3 separate regions of the Mus musculus genome follow, and regions 2 and 3 are each linked to region 1. Evidence: chromatin contacts called from public HiChIP or PLAC-seq and promoter capture Hi-C data. All regions are on one chromosome and are shown on one strand. The core of a region is the stretch at or near the end of the contact, and the rest is flanking DNA. Distances in the headings are between cores, read along the strand shown. Region 1 holds the start of Jtb (jumping translocation breakpoint). Region 2 holds the start of S100a16 (S100 calcium binding protein A16). Region 3 has its middle 11 kb from the start of S100a9.

What was found. HiChIP or PLAC-seq counts read pairs in DNA pulled down with a chosen protein or histone mark. Capture Hi-C pulls out chosen DNA fragments and counts their contacts.
Region 2: a promoter capture Hi-C map of adipose tissue shows a contact between it and region 1. The contact joins the promoter of S100a16 here to the promoter of Jtb in region 1. A contact is called at or near these places in 4 of 39 promoter capture datasets (the HPC-7 cell line, cranial neural crest, frontonasal cranial neural crest and 1 more), 1 of 115 datasets of contacts at active chromatin or transcription factors (pancreatic cancer cells) and 2 of 9 other capture datasets (adipose tissue and liver).
Region 3: a contact with region 1 is called in an HNF4G HiChIP or PLAC-seq map of pancreatic cancer cells. The contact joins the enhancer-like site here to the promoter of Jtb in region 1. A contact is called at or near these places in 4 of 484 Hi-C or Micro-C datasets (the G1E-ER4 cell line, cortical neurons, olfactory sensory neurons and 1 more) and 1 of 115 datasets of contacts at active chromatin or transcription factors (pancreatic cancer cells).

What each region holds. Positions count from the first base shown.
Region 1 is chr3:90,230,048-90,232,934 of GRCm38.p6, reverse strand. It overlaps Jtb (jumping translocation breakpoint), which reads right to left and starts at 1,338. Exons shown (of 5, transcript NM_206924.2): 1 at 895-1,338; 2 at 703-740; 3 at 424-506. The coding sequence starts at 977.
Region 2 is chr3:90,535,876-90,538,867 of GRCm38.p6, reverse strand. It overlaps S100a16 (S100 calcium binding protein A16), which reads right to left and starts at 1,614. Exons shown (of 3, transcript NM_001356605.1): 1 at 1,451-1,614.
Region 3 is chr3:90,705,306-90,708,213 of GRCm38.p6, reverse strand. No RefSeq gene overlaps it. Among named protein-coding and RNA genes, the nearest start is that of S100a9, 11 kb to the right of the region's middle. Within about 2 kb of position 1,458, at least 4 of the 459 cell types and tissues checked have an H3K27ac peak or open chromatin away from gene starts, as enhancers often do. A contact at or near this core is called in pancreatic cancer cells, where this site is marked.

The DNA of each region.
Region 1 (2,887 bases), core at 89-2,588:
CAATCTTTTCTAACTCTGATTCTAGGAGATCTGATGACCTCTTCTGGATTTTTAGGGCATCTCTCCCACCCCAAATACATATGCAAGCAGGCAAAATACCTATATACATAAAATGAAACAGACCAAAAAAAAAAAAATGATTTGAGCATAACCTAAGAGTCTGGGAAGAAAGGAAGAAAGACACATTAATGGCATGCTTTTGGTTTGGTTTGGTTTGGTTTGGTTTGGTTTTTCGAGAAAGGGTTTCTCTATGTAGCCCTCCCTGGCTGTCCTGGAACTCACTCTGTAGACTAGGATGGCCTCGAACTCAGAAATCCTCCTGCCTCTGCCTCCCAAGTGCTGGGAATAAAGGTGTGCACCACCACTGCCCAGCCATTAATGGAATGCTTACCAAAACAACAAACAAACAACCCAAATACTCACAATCTGGAAGTTAGAACACGGAGTACACTCTTCAGTCACCACAAACTCTTCTGCCAACCAACATGGCGAAGTTGAAGTGCTCACTAAAAGGAGAGAGAGAAAAACGGCCAGCCGAAGACCATTCAAAAAACATTTCTCTCAAAGGCTCTGCCCATCTAGCTTCCCAACACAGTGCTTGCCCTCATTCCATGTGGCACCTTATTTTTCTGTGTTCTGGGTATACTAAAAAGACATTAGAAACAAGCCATAGAGGTACAGGGTTCTCGGGCAATCACCCACCTGATAGCTTCTCCTCGCGCACCGGAGCCTCTGCCTCGCTGCAGGAAGGGGAAGGGGGTAAGAACAACAGTGAGCTCGCAGAAGACAGCGCATACCCACTTTGGACGTCTGTGGATGAGGTGTCCTGGTTTCTGGGGCGTAGACTATGGGGTTCGCCTGCGATCTCCTTTCCTCTCCCCAGTACCCACTTACCAGAGTTTTAAGGTGAAAGCGCACAGCAGCCAACAGAGGTGGCCGGCCCGGGGGAGGCCACGCCTCCCCGCGCCCGCGAGCATGGAGCGGTCAGGGTCGCACCTGTTGCAGCAGACCTCCCTGAGGTTCCAGCTCCGAGCAGCCAGATGCCAGAGTTCTCAGTCTGGGCCAACTAGAGCGCTATAGGAACGGCCTCGTGACCACAGCGAGAATAATCCATGCGGGTGTCTTGCTAGAAGCACGAGGTCTTTGTGGGGACGCAGGCGTCCGGGAAAGGGGTACGCGGGTCCGGACCTAGTGCCCGTGCCCCTCGGCCTCGGTCTCGGGAGCGGCCATCTTGCTCGCGGAGGCTCCTGGTCCCGGCACTGGCGACGCCGACTCTTCCCGGGTGCTCTCGTCTGTTTGCTGCTGTTGTCGTTCCGGACTCGGTGGCAACTGCATCTCACTGCGTTTGCGCAGGATCACGCGACTCTTCAGCTGGGCGCCGCGCGGCAGTGTGGTCCTTGTAGTGTTTGCAGAGCCGGCGGGACCGGTGGTAGAGGCGATCTCATTTGTTCTGGGTTCGCTTCTCCCTGATAACACAGCTGCTTGTCTGTTTAGAACCAGGAGAGCCGGGAGGAATAAAAAGGGGCCAAATGCCGCTCTGTCTGTACTTGGGTCCTTCATCAAAACTTTGGGCTCACCATTAGGTGACACCCTCCCCATTTCTGGTTTAACACCCTGGCCATCCTTGACACCTTGGGTTCCGGAAATCTGATGGGAAGAGAAACTGCATCGCATTTGAAACTTGCTCTTGTCCCTGGACTCCCACCCGACTCTACGCAAATGAACGGTGTCTGTTTCCCCTTCTGTGAGTGTGAAACTGCTTCACAGAGCTATTCCTTTGAAAAACCTCAGTAGTTCTCACCTCGTCCTTGCTCCTACAAATAAGGAAATGATCTCAAGGCTAAGAGCACAGATTTTTAATATTTATTTGGTTGGTTGGTTGATACTTATATTTTTTAATTTTATGTTGCTGTTGTTGTTGTTATTATTTTGAGGAAGGGTTTCTCTGTGTAGTTCTCTCCTGGAACTTGTTTTGTAGACCAAGCTGGCTTCAAGACCCAAGAGCTGGGATTAAAGGCCTGTCACCTCTTTACCTGATTAGAGCGTAGAGATTTTAAATTGAAAGTATTATTGGAATTAGATTTAGGAGCTTGTCAGCGACTCGATTGGTGGTGTGGTGGCTCAAGCCTTTAGTCCTAGTACTCAGGAGGTAGGTAGAGTTTGAGACCAGCCTTGAAAACATAGCAAGTTTCAGGCCAGCCAGAATTAGATGATGACAGAATTGAATTTCTGTCCAGAAAGAAACAAAGGAAGGAAGAAAGAAAAAAAAAAGAAAGAAAGAAGAAAGAGAGAGAGAAAAAAATCTGTTCTTCTGAAGAGGTGGCTCAGTAGTTAAGAGTCTAGATGGTCTTCCAGAGGATCCAGGTTTGATTCCCAGCGCCCACAGGGACTCAAACCTACAGTTAGTTGCAGGAGGTTACACACTCTCTTTTGGACACCACCGGTACCAGACATGCACAGGATGTACACCAAAGCACACACACAAACACACACACACACACACACACGAAATAATTTTTTTTTTTTTTTTGAGACAGGGTTTCTCTGTGTAGTCCTGGCTGTCCTGGAACTCACTTTGTAGACCAGGCTGGCCTCGAACTCAGAAATCCACCTGTCTCTACCTCCCAAGTGCTGGGATTAAAGGCATGCGCCACCACTGCCCGGCGAAATAATTTTTTTAATAAAAAAATTCTTCCCTGGGATGTGACTAAGATGTTAATCTTGCTGGGCATGGTGGCACAGCCCTTGAATGCCAGCACTCAGGGGGCAGAGGCAGGTAGATCTTTGAGTTTGATGCCAGCCTGGTTTACAGAGTAAGTTCCAGGACCACTAGGGCTAATCAGAGAAACCATGTTTAGAAAAACAAAACAAGAAGCTGGTATTTTCC
Region 2 (2,992 bases), core at 365-2,864, 310 kb before region 1:
CTCACCTCCTGAGGACAAACTACCCATCTTGTTGATAAATTGACTATGCCAATAAATTAACATGGTTCACTCTCAAAAAAAAAAGCTTTTCAGTTTTAACTGTGGCATTCTCTGTGTTCCTCTCGTCTACCTCCAGTTCACTCATCCTCTTCCCATTTACTCATTCACTGACGGCCTCGTTAATTACTTTCATTCATTCACCTATCTCCATCCAGCAATACATTCATCTCATTCATTCAGCCATCCCCTTCTCAGTCAACGCATTCCTCCCAACTGCTATCAACATGCAGGGCTAGTACGGTAACCGAACTGGGCTGTAATCGCTGTTTGCAAGACTGTTCCAAGAGAATCTCCCCAGTCTCTCTGCTCCCTCGCGTTCTTTTCCCAGTGTTGAAGGCTAATGGTTCACAGAGGTGCTCCTACCTCTGCCCCCTCCCAGGACGCATGACATCATACCCACATATCACCCTACATCAACTCTGCCAGTCCTGATCTGCCTAAGTACCCCATTTATCTTCAGCCAACTTCTGCTGAAGCAGGAAGTCCTTCGAACTTTTTCCCCCAACTCATAATACTGTAATCAGGTGTCGTACACACACACACACACACACACACCTCTACCCCAGGCCTCTCCAACATTCCTAGGGTTCCTCTTCTGAGTAGAGGATGAGCCCACCTTAGCATCCATCACCCCTGCCTGGCCTTGCCACCACCTCACCTGGGCCGGGCAGGCAAACACTCCTACAGCGCAGGTGGCTCTGCCAGGCAGGGCCAGTCAAGCTGAGACCTGCCTAGGTTCTAGAGTGGAAAAGCTGCCAGTTTGAAGCTCCACTCCTTTCTCTTTCCCTCTCTCCCATCCAGGGGCCCTCACCGGCTTCCCCAGGCCACTCCCAAGGAAGCCACCCAGAGCAAATGAAGACTGCATCCCGGTTCTGCCTGTGCCCCAGGTGGAAGAGAAGCCACCTCAGCCCCTGCCTCCCTTTCCTGGCTTCTTAGGCTTTCTGGGCCCTCTGCAGTTCCTTCTGAACACCATTATTTTTCCCAGGTCACAGCTTCCGTAGTCCAGTGAGGCCTGTGTCTAGAGTCTGTCAACCCCTAACGCCCACCAAGACACACTCTCCGCCCTGTTCCGTTTGAGAGAGGACGCAACAGCTGTGGGCAAGGCCCTGGAATGTTCTGCCCAATGTCCCAGCCCCTGGAGATGAGCCAGGTCGGCTGCTTAGCCAGGAGAGGGTCCTGCTATCCTGTCTATACTCTTCTACAGGTTTCACAAAGCCACCGGACTGCTCATACCCTAACTAGCCTTTGGGGAAAATTAATGATTACCAAAATCTTCCTGCCCTGTTTCTGGCAGGCACCTCTCCTCAGGCTCCCTTCCTTGACCCCCACCCCAAGGCTTCAGAGTCCCTTCAGCAGCCCCAGACCTCCTCCGCTGGGCCTGGGGGCTCACCTGCCTCCTGTGAGTCCACCTCCTCCAGCAGGGCTCTGAGGCCTGGGCTCTGGCACTGACAGCCAAGCAGCTCCTGCTCAGCGGAGCCAGGACTCCTCCCCACTGCACTCCCAGAATCTGTCCCACTCCCTCCCGGCCTTGCCTGGCTGAGCTGGCTGTGGGAAGGTAGTGACTGAACTCTTGACTTGGCCCTGGGGTTGGGCCCTTGTTAAAGGGATACACACCTTTTTTTTTTTAAACACCCCTCTACCCTCACCCTAGAGGGAGTGGTAGAAGCTGGCAGTCCCCCAACCCCACCCTCCTAAACCCACAGGCTCTGAGCAGAATCCGACAAGGCAGAGGAAAGAAAGAGAAGGCTCATCACCTGTTTCTCTCACCTAGGTCACTGAGAGCCAGGTTTCAGGGCAACCCCCTGCCAAAGACAAGTTAGGTTCCCGGACCGCAGGATTTCCCTGCTGTTGGGATTAAGGAGTCCAACACTTGATCTCTGTTGGCTAGAGCAAATGCAACAGCTCTTTCTGGTCTCAGCTCTCCAGTTCAGCCACCCTAAGCTCAGGGATTTCATTCCTAAGAACCCCTGCACAGCAGATGCCTCCACTGCAAAAACCTAGCCCGTACACACCTTTCCTGCAGGTACCCAAGGGAGCTGGACAGCTTGACCTCCTTACAGAAGGCTGCAGCCAAACAGAGAGGACCCTTTGGCCCACTCTCACGATGATGTCTGTCAGGTACCAAAGAACACACCCGTGTACACACACACACACACACACACACACACACACACACCTGACAAATGGCTAACTGAGATGCCTATTAACATATCAAGGTGCATGCTCTCTCAGCATCTGTTAAATCATCCTGTCTCCTCTCAACACTTCTCACCTCCAACCCCTACCCTAAACCTTTCTAGTCCCCCCCACACCCAGCTTCCCTTCCCTCCCCCCCCCCCACTTCTTTCCTATATAACCCACCCATTTTAGCCACAGGCACTCTTGATTCTCTTTGACCTCTCCACTTCTGCCTTGGTCCTCCACACTTGGCTCCTAGTCCCCTCTCTTTCCCCTCTCCCTTCTCCCCCAATCCCTTCTCCTCTCATGGTCTATGCTGCCGCAGTGTCCAGTCTAGATTCTTCTTATATTTACAATATGAGAAGTCCTGTCTCATATTTACAATAAAATGCTTCTCCTCAACCATACCTAGGAACCGTCATGTCTTCATTTCCATTCATCTGGTGCTCGAAACCTGGGATAGATCTACAGATATATAGACATATAGATATACAAATTATATATATGTGTGTGTGTGTGTGTGTGTGTGTATGTGTGTATATGTATATATATGTATGTATGTGTATATATATACATATATATATCCTTCCAAGGAGCTCAGTTGGCCTCTCTCCTAACAGAACCAATCTGCTTGTTTGACTCTCCTAAAGAATGTATGGGACATTTGTTTCTGCTAGCTTCTGCCACCCTCCAAATTTGACTCCAAATTCTAAACTCTGCCCCTTCCCACTCTAACCATTGATCTAACCATTGA
Region 3 (2,908 bases), core at 209-2,708, 480 kb before region 1:
CTGGCAATCAGAGATTCTGAGCAGAGATGCCCAGGTAGGAATGAGAGAAATGTGCAGACTTAACAAAGCTTATGAATGAGAGTTCAGAAGCCAGGTAGCTGAAGAGCCCTTGCATGGATATGGGAGTAGCCCAAAGTGCAGGCAGGGCTGAAGGTGGCCTTCAGGGTGGCTAATCATCAAGACTTTGTGTGGACCCAGAGATTGCAGAATAGTCTATAGTTCCTTACCTACCACCTGGGAGCTCTTTGGATTTGAACTTCCTGGCACCCTTGTCTCAAACTGTTCATTCTGGGTCAGTGTACAATAGGATGTCTCTCAGGAGCTATCTGTGGCTACCTACAGACAGGCAGGGTGGTGTTGGGCCTGAAGGGCAACTTTGGTGAGGGGGATACTAACTTCCTCTACAGAAGAAAACAATAAGTAAACCAGAAGTCACCAAAGGCCCTGGAGCACCCCCCCCCCAAGTCCTTCTGGACTACATCCAATCTGCCCACACGGCTAGAACTCCCATTTCCTTCTCCAGGGTCTAGAACAGGGAGTTTCCCTGACCCTCCTATCCATGCCTTCTCCCCAACCAGCTATATGTAGCCCAGACTCCATAGCCAGTATTCTGATCTAGTTTGACCTCCACTATCTATGCCACAACTGATCTCTAGAATTCTGCTAGGACCTGCCTTACCTATTTTCCTATGCCCAAGCTCTTCCCATGCTACATCAAACCCTTCCACCCATCCAGATCTACGCCAGCACCCCAGACTTGGACTTAGTAGGTACATCCTGTACACCAGTCATCTGTCCACCTAACTTCATTTCATCCGAGCCATTTCCAACCTCTTGGTTCAACCTGTCCAAATATCATCTCTTCTGCCCCAACCTGATCTGTCCATATTAGACTTAGAACTAACAAAAGAAGTCTATGTATCCAGATCTTGCCAAGTCCAGCATGGCCTTGGTGGGGACATATTGACATGGTTCCTGCCCTGGGACAGGTCCAGCAGACATAGGCCTCCAAGAGTGTCGATTGCTGCTGTGGGTATAAAGTTTATTTGTATAATGTACATATTTTACATTCCTCCTTTAAGGAACATCCTCCCTGTTAATGACTCTTTGATAATTAGATAACATGGAGTCCGGGAGGCAAAGGTATGGGTAATGAATCAGCAAAATGGTAAACACTGGGACCTTCAGGACAGCCCTCAAGACTGGGGAAGAAATCTAAACACAAAAATGTATGATTTCTCAAATATGCAGGAAACCCAACTTAAGTTTACTTGGTTTATGTTTACAAAAACAGACAAATTCCTAAGTTCAGGAATTTGAGGAGCCTGTGACAGAGCAAGGTTAGGCCCAGGTGTGGTAGAAATGGTACTTTCAGGTCAGGGTCCCACCCAACCAGCTTAGCATCTATGCTTCACAGAGGCAGGCAGGTCTCTCTGAATTCTTTTGCAATGTTAAAAGAAAATGTGTGCTTACTGTATCCTAAGAATTAAGGGGCTGGGTTCACAGGATGTTGAATCATAGGGCAATCAAAAGGGAATCTGGAATAAATAACTGAAGTGATATGTAAAGAGAAAACTAGACTTTGGTCTGCATGCAATGAGCTAGCAGAAAGCAATAGCAGCTCTTCTTTAGAACTTTCTCTGTTGAGAGCCGAGCTGTCTGGAGATCTGCAGAGAGCTTAAAACAGCTCTTCAAGAATTTTTTGACTTGGTTGGAAGATCCAATGATTTTTTTTTACAGCAGCTTTTCTGACTTTGGTCAGAAAATCCATGAGCTATCCAGATAGCTTTTAGAATTTTTACTAGCAGAGAGAGCTGTCTCAACCAGAAAGTTTTGAGAATAGCAAGAAAAAGCCGTCTAGAGCAGAGCAGAACACACAGAGAGAAAGTAGTCTGGAAAGCCACCTCAGCAGAACCTAGGCTGCAAGCTTGAACCCATGGTTTGACTTCGAGTCATTTGTTTTCACTGCTCCCAGACACCCCTTCTCTCAGATCCCCTCTCCACGCTAAGGGTGGTCATTGGCAAAATCTGATTACAAAAATACCAACAATGTGAAACATCAAGGTAGCATCCTCTCTCCAGCATCTACTAGTCCTGTAGAAATGTTTACCAATGAGAATTACCTACATGTATGCCAAGACACAGAATTTTTTTTAAATAATCATAATCTTCATCAAAGAATTCAAGAAGTTTAAAGAAGAAAGGAAGAAAGAGCTCAGTGGAATTGAGAAAGAGCCTAGGGAGAATGAGAACCTGAGTGATGCCCAAGAAGACACAAATATGAAGCAGAGGGGGGTGATAAGCACAGGCAGGACTTAAGAATGATAAGATGAGAACTCAAGCTGAAATAAAGATGGAAAATCTTAATAACTCAACCAGAAAACTCAAAGGAAAACTTTCTAAGTCTAATGAATCAGGCAGAAGATAAAATATCAGGACTCAAAAATAAAGTAGAGGACCTAGACGAAATAAGCAAGGAATATAAAGAAAAAATTAAACACAGGGAAAGAAACATATAGGAAATGCAGGATGCCATGAAAAAACAAATCTTCAAACTACAGCTGAAGAATCCCAAGTCAGTGTCATAGATCAAAATCTTCAACAAGCTCATAGAAGACCTCTTTCCCAAACTAAGGAAAAGCACATCGTACAGATACAGGAAGCCAACAGAACACCAAATAGACACCACCAGAAAAGTAAATCCCATGATGTATCATAGTTAAAGCATTAAGTATACATAACAAGGTGTATCAAAAGCTGCAAGAAAAAAGAAGTCATGTATAAAGGAAAACCCATCAGAATGGCAGCTGATTTCCCAATGGAAATTTTGAAAGCCAAAAGAACCTGGGACAATGCATTCTAAGCCCTAAGAGATTATGACAGCCAGTATAGTAATATACCCAGCAAA